Regions from separate parts of the Mus musculus genome. Here region 2 is linked to region 1. The links are chromatin contacts, called in public Micro-C maps. All regions are on one chromosome and are shown on one strand. The core of a region is the stretch at or near the end of the contact, and the rest is flanking DNA. Distances in the headings are between cores, read along the strand shown.

Region 1 (4,810 bases), core at 1,510-4,009:
TGTTTCTAAGTCTCATGTTTTATACTTCTAAAATACTTTTTTAATTGATACTTAAAATTTGTTCAAGGTATTTGGAGTTCTCTTTGACATCATCTTAGTGATAAAATAATGCTAATCTTGGCTTTAGTGAAGTGCTACTAATTGGGTTCTATTGTATCTGTTTGCCCACCCAAACTTCCAATTTTACTTCTACTCTAAGACTACATGTGTAAAAATTCCTCTAGATGTGGGAGGCACATGTAATCCACATGACTAAGCAGTATTTATTTTTACAGAGGTCTTTGGACTAATTCATATGCCTTCTTTACCTGTTCCTTTCTTGATTATTTTAACTTTAGGTCTAATATTCCAGTTATGCATTATACATATAAATGATATATTAGATATAGAATACAAAATAAAGTAAAACCAGATCCTGATCAAGACACGTGATTTAATATGATCTAGGGATCTATTCCTTAATGGCTCTGTCAACTGTTTCTCTCTCCTGAAGACTTCCTTTCTGCCCATTAACTGCATCTGGGAATGAGTTTCCCTTGCTCTGCGGGCCATAAGACAACATTGGGTCTCTTCAAGAGTAAAATGTAACACTTGGTCAGTTTATTCATTACTTTTCTCTTGCTGTGGTAAGGCACCATGACCTAAAGCAACTTTAAGAAAGAGTTTTCTTTGGTACATGGCTCCAGAAGGATAGAATCCATGACTGTGTAGAAGGCATGGCAACAGGCTAGGCTGGAGATGGCAGCAGAGGCAGGAACATTTCATCTACATGCAAAAGAGAGAAAGAGAGGGAGGGAGGGAGGGAGGAGGGAGGGAGGGAGGGAGGGAGGGAGGGAGGGAGGGAGGGAATGAGAATGAGAGAGAAAACAGAAGAGCAAGTAGGTTATGGCTATAAATCCTCAAAGTGTGCTATAGGTGGTGCCACACTCCCTCAGTAAGGCACCCCTATCTCCCAAATGCTCCCTAACATCCTAAGCAGCACCACAACCTGGTAGCCAAGTGTTCAAACTCATGAACCTATACAGGGCATCTATCAGTCAAACTGCCAGAGCAGTGAAAGGACAACTTTGAAGTGAAGTTCCCAGAATTAAATAGCACATGTATGTTAAGAATTCTATAAGGCAGATGTCTGATCTGTGGTTGTGGAGAGCTAACACATTGCAGGATAGGACCTAAATTTATCTTGAACTATTAGTGCCCTAAATAACCATTTATTCTGTAAAATTGACCTAAATTTTATGTGGTCATTGAGCAGGTCCCTTTATGTTGACAAGTCTGGGGAAAAAAAAAAAAAAAAAAAAAAAAAAAAAAAAAAAAAAAAACCAAAACTATTCTCCAGAGAGAAGCCGACTTGGAACCCTGGACAATACAACTTGACAGTACAGACCTGGGCTTTCCCAGTGCCCTTACCTAGTGGATATCTATCCTCTCCCTGACTCTTCCTCTTCTCAATAAGTATGCAGTTTATGTCTTCAGAACCCAACAACTTCAATTCCAAATGGCCTTCCTCCAACAGTGCCACCAGGATTGACGGAACAGGCAAAGGGAGTGCTCAGTTTGACTTGTAGCATGAGAAATTTTCTGAGCATTCACCAATGGAGATCCAGGAGATATAACAGCCTTAGGAACAGAACAGGAAAGAGGATTTTGCCTTATTCAGCTTTAGTCCCCTTCTCAACACAAAGCAGTTCAAATACTGATCTTGATAAATTATGGAGAAAAGTGTCTCAGAGAAGTTGAGAAAGTTATGCATAAAGCACAGCTTAGCAATCTGGAACTTTAGTTATACACACCTCTCCTAACGATGCACTAGCAACCCGTTGGCAACCTTGAATATCCATTTGCACCGAATTGTATCTACACCCCACTCGAAACAGTGGAATAGGTTTTTCCTTCCTGTAAAGACTGTTAGACATCGACAGTTTCTATTCAGTTAGATTCCAGCTATATAAGAATGGAATCCTAATCCAGTTTGAACTAGTCTTGTGTGTATATGCAATAAGGAAAGATGTGCTCTGAGTGAACTTTTAGGAAGAACACACCATTTAACCATCCTATGACTATGCAAAGTTGGGTGTGCATATGATTAAAATAAAACACATTATAGGAAAGGACGTGCATAGTGACAAATGGCTTACATAATCTGCTCTGTCAATCAAAACAGAGAACCACTGACGCTACATCCTTTAGCAACTAAATGTCTCCTTTTCTGGAAGACCATAGAATGAACCCTCCAAATAATAAGGGCCTTTGAGTGTGCTCACTGATGTGGCCCGCTGTCGGCTGTGTATATCTCTTATTTGTACTATGGCCTTGTTTTGTTGTTAGCTTGCTATACCTATGCACTGTTATTTCAGTTTCTTGAACAAGAGACCAAGAATGTGGAAACGCCCAGCTCTGAACCTAACAGGCAAAAGCTACACCAAGACGGTTAAATGAGAGGGCAGAAAGCAGTGGCATCCACTTGATATCAGGCTGGAGGAAAAGTCTTAAACAGTCACCACGGAGGAAACGTCTAAAACAGTCATGTAAACATTATTAATGGGGAAAGAAATAGGGGAAGGTCAGAGGGGCGTGGAAACAGTCAAAGTTTAGGGTGTTTAGAAAAAGAGAGCCAGCCCAGAGAAAGAAACCAAAGGTGAATGCAGACCACTAGAGAAAAGATGAGCAGGGCAGAGGGGAGGGTGGGTTTCCCTAAGTCCAGGGACAACCTCAAAAGGCTACACCCTAAGGGGGCAAACATGGGAGCGCGTGCATGGGGACACAGCGGGTCCTAGCGCGTCTTCGCAGAGCTCGGCGCGACCGAGGCCAACGGTGGCCACGAGCACGCGCGCTCCCCTACCCGCACCACTTCGGCGGGGGCGGGGCACGGTGGAAGCGGTGACGTCAAGGCAGGGCGCGCGCCTCGGGGCCGCGGACGGAGCCGGGAGGCGGGCGCTGCGCGCGACCGCGGGCGGAGCGGAGGGGCGCGGGGGGCGGAGCGCGGCGCAGCCAGGAAGGCGGGGGAGGAGAGGCCCGGGCGCCGCGCGGCAGCTGGGGAGGGGGCCGCGGCTGGGCGCGAGCGGAACAGCTGATCTGGTTTTCCCGAAGCCAGGGAAGATGGAAGTCGGCTAGCGGCGACTGCGGCGCTGCGGGCGGACCGGCGGGCTGCGCGGCAGGTAAGCGGCGCTGGCCACGGTGCTGCCGGCGGGCGGCGGGCCGGGCGCAGCGGGCAGGTGCGATGGGGCGCGCGGCGCGGGGTCGCCCTGCGCTTGGCCGGGAGGCGAGTGGGCTTGGGCAGGGGCTGCAGGACGCTGGGGGCGCAGGGCTCACACTGCGCGTCTGCATTGCGGGAACAGTTCGGGATCTCGTGGGCGCCACGGGCACCGGCTCCGGCTTCAGCCGGGCGAGGGTAGGGCGCGGCGCTCCCGCTGGCTCCGGCGGCTGCCTCCTGGCCCTTTTCGCGGTTCCGCACTGGAACGTGATGGCAAGCGCGCGGGACTGGGCCCTCGGTCCGTGGGGGCGCGTTGGGGGTCCGAAGGGCAGGGTTAGCTCAGAGCGGCGCCTGAGGCGGCTTGCACAGGGGCTATGGCTACGTGGGTCACGGTGGCCCCCGCGTACTTCTCTGGGTCTGACTGGCCAGCTGCGAAGGGTTGATGCAATTTGGCTCTGAACCCAGAGGCCTTCCCTAGTATCTCCTCACTGGAGGGGGAAAATTGTATCTGCTGTGCTTTAAGTGCTCCTTTAAATTTGGGAGATGTCAGTGATGTCATCATTAACTAAAACTTTCCTTCATTGGACATAACCGCTCAAGTGTACCCTCCTCCCGACCGGTACAGCTACTGCAGCTCTTTGAGAATCTTAGCCATCGAATTTGCTTCTCTGCGCTCAAAACTCGAAAACCTCATAAAGTGCAGTTTTTATTCTGTTGGCTTGAAGATTAGTACATTTGAGAGAGTGGCTGAAAGAAAATGTGTCCCTACAGGTCTGGAAATCAGCTGATCCAGAGCACACAGATCCATCAGGTATGGCAGTACATGCTTGTACCTTGCCTTATCTCTGTTAATGAAAATGACCTGTATGGGAAACACTTCTTTTTTTTAAAAAATCTATTTAGTGTGTGTCCAGGCAAAGGCAGACAATGGGACTAGAGCAGGGTCGTTGCAGGCCTTGATTGCTTCAGGTGAATCTGAAGGGTTCCTCCATCACCAACATCCCCGTCTAGGGTGTGCCTGGGAGAGGTGCTGGTTACTCTAGGGCTCTTTTAGCACTTGTGTGTCCCACCAGACCCCAAGACCTATCCAAAGCGTTCAAGGAATATGAGAGCCTAAGATCTACACAGCACACCAAGTTCTGGAAGAAAATTCCTCAATAAATGCCAGCAGCATGCCCTCATTTGATTATATGAGTATGCCATTAGTATCTGCTCTTATGGGAACAGCCGAAAGCTAGTTCCCAAGACAGTCCGAACATCTACTTAGGCCTGTTGTATCAAAAGGAGATCTAATAAGAGACCAAAGTATTGATGTTTTTGTATTTAATAATTAATGGCACCTCCTAATTGGTTAAAATAAGGATGCCTTAAATTATTAGTGTGATCATATTGGGTTTGCAAGGAACTTAGTGCCATATGCCACAGGAAGGTTTGAATCTGGAACCCTGGAAATAGTGGTTACTGTAGACTTTTGGTGTTCAGGGTGATCGTGAATGCAAATCATTACTTCATGGAGTCTGGCTACATACTAATCACAACTGTGCCTAGATTAGGTAGCAGATGTACCTTTGGGAAGTAAACTTCTGAGCCCCCCCCCCCCCATTGCTGGAGGAGGAG
Region 2 (4,810 bases), core at 1,672-4,171, 1.1 Mb after region 1:
AAATATTTGTTCCCCAGTCTGGCAGGGTGAGGAGGTGGGGTTCAGAGGGAGGGAGTTAGATTATTAGAGGTGTGTCCTTCGAAGTGGGCTGCAAGTCCCCTGGTGATCAGCTTCTTCTGCAGTGTACTCCTGCCTCGGTGTCCTGTTTCAGCAGAGGTCAGGACCAAGGTCAACTGACCAGTGGACTGGAACCTCAGAGACTGAGCCTAAATAAACATCCCTTCTAAGAAGCTCTTTTTACAGATATTTGTTAAAAAAAGCTGAGGAATGCAAAATAATGGGCATGTGTGGTTTTAATAAGAGTGGTTGGATTTTCTTCCATAGATGTTGTGCACTTTATACTCCTGTGGCTTGTGAGGAGGTCTGCCAGCTTTCCCTTGACTTCTGGAACATACTGTGCTATTGACTCTGGAGTCTCTGACAGGTAAAAGCAATGACAGCTTAGTGTGGTTTCGGTTTTCTTTTTCTTTTTCTTTTTCTTTTGTGATGCTGGGGTGGATGCCAGGGTCTCATGTACTCTACAACGGTGTCCCATTGTGGAGCCACACTCCCAGCCCCTCGTATGTTTAATAGTTGTTTGTAAGCTGGTAGGATGGCTCAGCAATTAGAGGTGTCTGCAGCCAAGCCTGATGACCTGAATTTAATCCCCAGGATCACATGGTGGAAGGAGAGAACCAACTCCTGAAAGTTGTAATGACCTACACACACACACACACACACACACACACACACACACACTCATACACACACACACTCACATACATACACACTCAATACATACACACACTCACACACACACACTCATACACACACACTCATACACACACACTCATACACACACACACACACACACACTCATACACACACACACTCATACACACACTCACACACACTCATACACACACTCACACACACACTCATACACACACACTCATACACACACACTCATACACACACACACACTCATACACACACACACACTCATACACACACACACTCATACACACACACACACACTCACATACATACACACACTCACACACACTCATATACACACACACACTCATACACACACACTCACATACATACACACACTCACACACACACTCATACACACACACACACACTCACATACACACACACTCATACACACACACACACACTCACATACATACACACACTCACACACACACACACACACACACACACACACACACACACACACACACACTCATACACACACACCCTGAAAGGGTAATAGAAGTGCTAAGAGATTAAAAGTCGTTTGTATTTCCTTTCTTGTGAGTTGCCCATTTTATTTTTTAACTTGGGCAAGGTCCAGGTAGGGAGGTGGAGTGCTTGCTAGTGTGCACAATGTCCTGTGCCCTGCAGAGCAGACAGACACATCTGGATCTCACACTTAGCAGTCAGTGCAATGGAACAGTTTTGCATTTAGAGCTGAGCTGAACTTTTTGTCAGGGGGGTCAATAGAATATTTAAGGTGATGGACAACAAGCAAGAAGGAATGGTCAGCTCTAGGAGGAGGAAGAATGGCTCTAGGGTGGACCTATTTGGTCCCTGAGCTGCCAGAGCTGCTCTGCTATTGACTGGTGAGGTAGGGGTGGGGGGTGGGGTAATGGAGGGTGAAAGAGAGGGAGGCAGACAGGTCCCAGGCCTAGGAGGTCCTTACTAGGTCTGCCCCTGTATTCAGTTTTTCTCCAGGCCCTTCTCGGGGTCACCTCTGTCACTGTGGGCATCAGGAAGTTCTTTTCTCACCCCACTCACCCTCCTCTTCCTTTGGTGACATTCCTCTGATCTTCTGCCACCTGGCCTTCATCTCAGGCTAGGACTGAAGGAAGAGAGAGAGGAAGAGGGAGAACCAGGCCAATTGGAAGCATTTGGGGGCTGAAGTGGAGCCCCCCATTCCCTAAAACAGAGCACCCTGTGTGCCTTAAACCTGCAAGTTGCCACAAATGCATAGGGCTGAGTGAAAGGTCAAAGGTGACAATAAAGCCCAACGTTCAAGAATTTCAAGAGGTTTGTTTCTTACTGAGGGTAGCCAACTGGTTCTCATTGGGGGTATTAGAGGTTGGGGCCCTCTCCCTTCTGGACATCCCAGGCAACACAGGTATCAGAGACTCGGTGGTTATCAGGGACCGGGTGAGAAGACCTTGTGTGTGGTTATCAGGGACCGGGTGAGAAGACCTTGTGGCCAGAAGGCTTCTGGTGATTGACTGTGGGGAAGCAGGACAAGGCTTGCCCCTCAGGAAAGGCTTTCTGGGGCCACAATACCCTAGAGAGTCAAGGGATTCGGGCCGGCCGGGGCTCCGCATAGAGCGGAGCTGGCAGAGCAGGGCGCGGTCGCCGCAGCCCCTCAGCGCCGCACGCTCTCCGGAGCCCGCCAGGGGGCAGCGCGGCGTCAGGGGCAGGGTGCGGGCACCGGCAGCATCTCCTTCACCTGTTCTGCCTGCCCAGGACCAGACTGTTAAGGCTCCCCAACTGGCCGGTCCCAGCTCACTCCCAGGAACCTGTGTGCTCCTCAAGGGGCCACCGCGACTCGCGGAGCCTATCTCAGCCCGTATCCCAAGGACCCAGGTCCCAGGTGGGCTCGTCCGCTGTCCCCGCCGCTGTCCCCGCGCCGCACCCGGAGGCGCCGCGCTGGGCGCCGAAGCATCTTTGTCTGCGCTTTGCGCGGCCGCGCGGTCTTGAATCCCTTGATTCCCTAAGGTCTCTTTAGAAAGCGTTTCCACCCCGCGTGGCCGGGCGCAGGAGGAGCGGGGGCGGTCGGTGTGGCGGCGGATAGGGCGGTGCGGGTGCGGGTGCTCCCGGGCCGCGCCGCGTGCGCCCGGTAGAGGCGGCCCTGCGTGTCGTGCGCGGCGTCCGGGGCGCGCCCGCCGCTATCCAGCTTCCCGGGCTCATTAGCAGTCTCGGTGTGCGGCTCGGCGCGGGCTCACAAAGAGCTGCTGCGGCGCCCCGCTCTCGGCCTCGCCGACCCAGTCGGGGGCGGCGGCGCATCGCGCAACCCGCGCGGGCGCAGGTAAGTGGGGCCCGGGGCGCCAGAGTCTCCGCGGCAGCAGCCTGGGTTGCCCGGTTCCGCGTGGGGGGAGCCGGGGCGCAGTGGGGGGCGCGGATGCTGTGGTCCCAGCGCTCCCTTTCGGACCTTGTGGGGCTCTGGAGAGGCAGAGGGGCATCGTCGACAGAGCGGGCCACCGCTGGGACCGGGGGGTGCTACGGACCAGCGCCCCTCTCTCTCCGGACCCACCGGACCCTCCGAGCCACTGACCAGCGGCCGGGCGCGGCAGGGATCAGCTGGCCGCTAGGTTATCAGGGGCTTGCGAAGCGGCGGCGCGGGGCTACCTGGTGTGGCCAGAGGAGATGGTCACTCGTCTGGGTCCCCCTATTATTGCGTTGGGGGGGGGGTTGTCTAGAGGGGAGCTGCTTGGCACTGATTCCAAGTCCCGATGCTGGGCGGCAACTCGGGAGTTTGGGGTCGCTGCTGGGTTCGCTGCTTCCAGGCAACCGGTCTTTGATCTGTACCCCTCCCTCCCCTTTCCCTTTATAATGAGGCCCGGGGGAGAAACTCAGTTAAAAATTCCACACCCCGTATTCTCTGGGGGGATGCGGCGGGGACATGCCCCTTATCCTGGCTGCTTCCTCTTGGCAGGCAGAGCCCGGCAAGGGGACTTGGGTATGGAGGATGAAGGGGAACATTGATCCCAGCTTTTTTCAAGCCTTGTTTTCACAGGGAGCAGTATGGGCAGCAGGCCTCTATATGCCAAAGCTGTGGGTGAACTTCCCCTGAGTGCGGTAGGGATAGGAGCAGGTACCAGTGGGGCTCTGCAAGGGCTTGCCCTGGCTGTAGGCGCCTTAAATAAAGCCTACTAGTCTTAACTTAGAATTCAGTTATGGAAGACTTTTAATTCTTTAATATCTGTTTATTTGTATGTGACTTGACAGAGGCCAAACTTAAATTCGAATTTAAATAAAGCCAGCTCACTCAGGCCTTGTGCACGGTGAAGTTCTTAAACCTTGCTTGTTTTTCTTGGCCTTTCTTCATGTCTGAACTGATTTGTCCCGGTCCCCTTAGACCCCAAGACCCCTTCTTCCTTTATGGATATAGATTTGAGGAAGGATAGTGGTTTCGAAAACAAAGACCCGTAAGCTTTAAGGGTCCAAGTGAACAACTTTTTCTGAAGTACTGATCTGCAGGTGCCAAGAACCAATGGGCAGGCTCCCTTTGGGGCCCGGTCCCTCCAAAGAGGCAAGGATGGGGCTTTCCTGGACAGCAGCAATCTGAGGCAGGGGACTCAGGGCAGAGTGGCTGGGTGACTTTGTCCTGCACTCAGATTGCTGGGTGGTCATGGTGTGCTGCAGAGGGTCTCCTGAACTTTGGAGCTCTGGAACAGAGGGGTGAGTGACACAGACGAAGAACCTGCAGGGACTCCAAGCCACATGGAAGGGATTAGTGGGTCGTGGAACTGGCTATGAGCTGGAGGTACCAACACCTCTCCTTCCATGGCACCACCAAGTCCTTGTCCGCTTGTCCTTGGGACAGTCTCTGAGCTGGGTATAGCCATGTCCCCCCACCCCCAGCTTTTCTCATCTCTCGGGTGTCAGGCAGCAGTAGACTTACCCCACTGCTGCTTTTCCATGTCTGGGGTGCTGGGCCGCACTGAATCAGATGGTCTGTGAGTGGGTGTGAGCCTGAGTCTTTGTGCTGGAAGGGGCCGACATTGAGGACCATTCACTTCTGCTTGCCTTCTTCTTTCCCCTGTGAGGCAACCCCAGACCCAAGTGGTAGCTTGTTAAC

Evidence for each region. A called contact is a pair of places that touch in the nucleus more often than the background predicts.
Region 2: a Micro-C map of embryonic stem cells shows a contact between it and region 1, with 9 times the contacts expected there. The contact joins the promoter of Apba2 here to the promoter of 4930554H23Rik in region 1. A contact is called at or near these places in 1 of 39 promoter capture datasets (embryonic stem cells) and 2 of 484 Hi-C or Micro-C datasets (both in embryonic stem cells).

What each region holds. Positions count from the first base shown.
Region 1 is chr7:63,441,770-63,446,579 of GRCm38.p6, forward strand. It overlaps 4930554H23Rik (RIKEN cDNA 4930554H23 gene), which reads right to left and starts at 2,760. Exons shown (of 10, transcript NR_131089.1): 1 at 1,794-2,760; 2 at 1,411-1,620. It overlaps Otud7a (OTU domain containing 7A), which reads left to right and starts at 3,003. Exons shown (of 14, transcript NM_130880.1): 1 at 3,003-3,158.
Region 2 is chr7:64,499,217-64,504,026 of GRCm38.p6, forward strand. It overlaps Apba2 (amyloid beta (A4) precursor protein-binding, family A, member 2), which reads left to right and starts at 2,922. Exons shown (of 15, transcript NM_001291166.1): 1 at 2,922-3,037.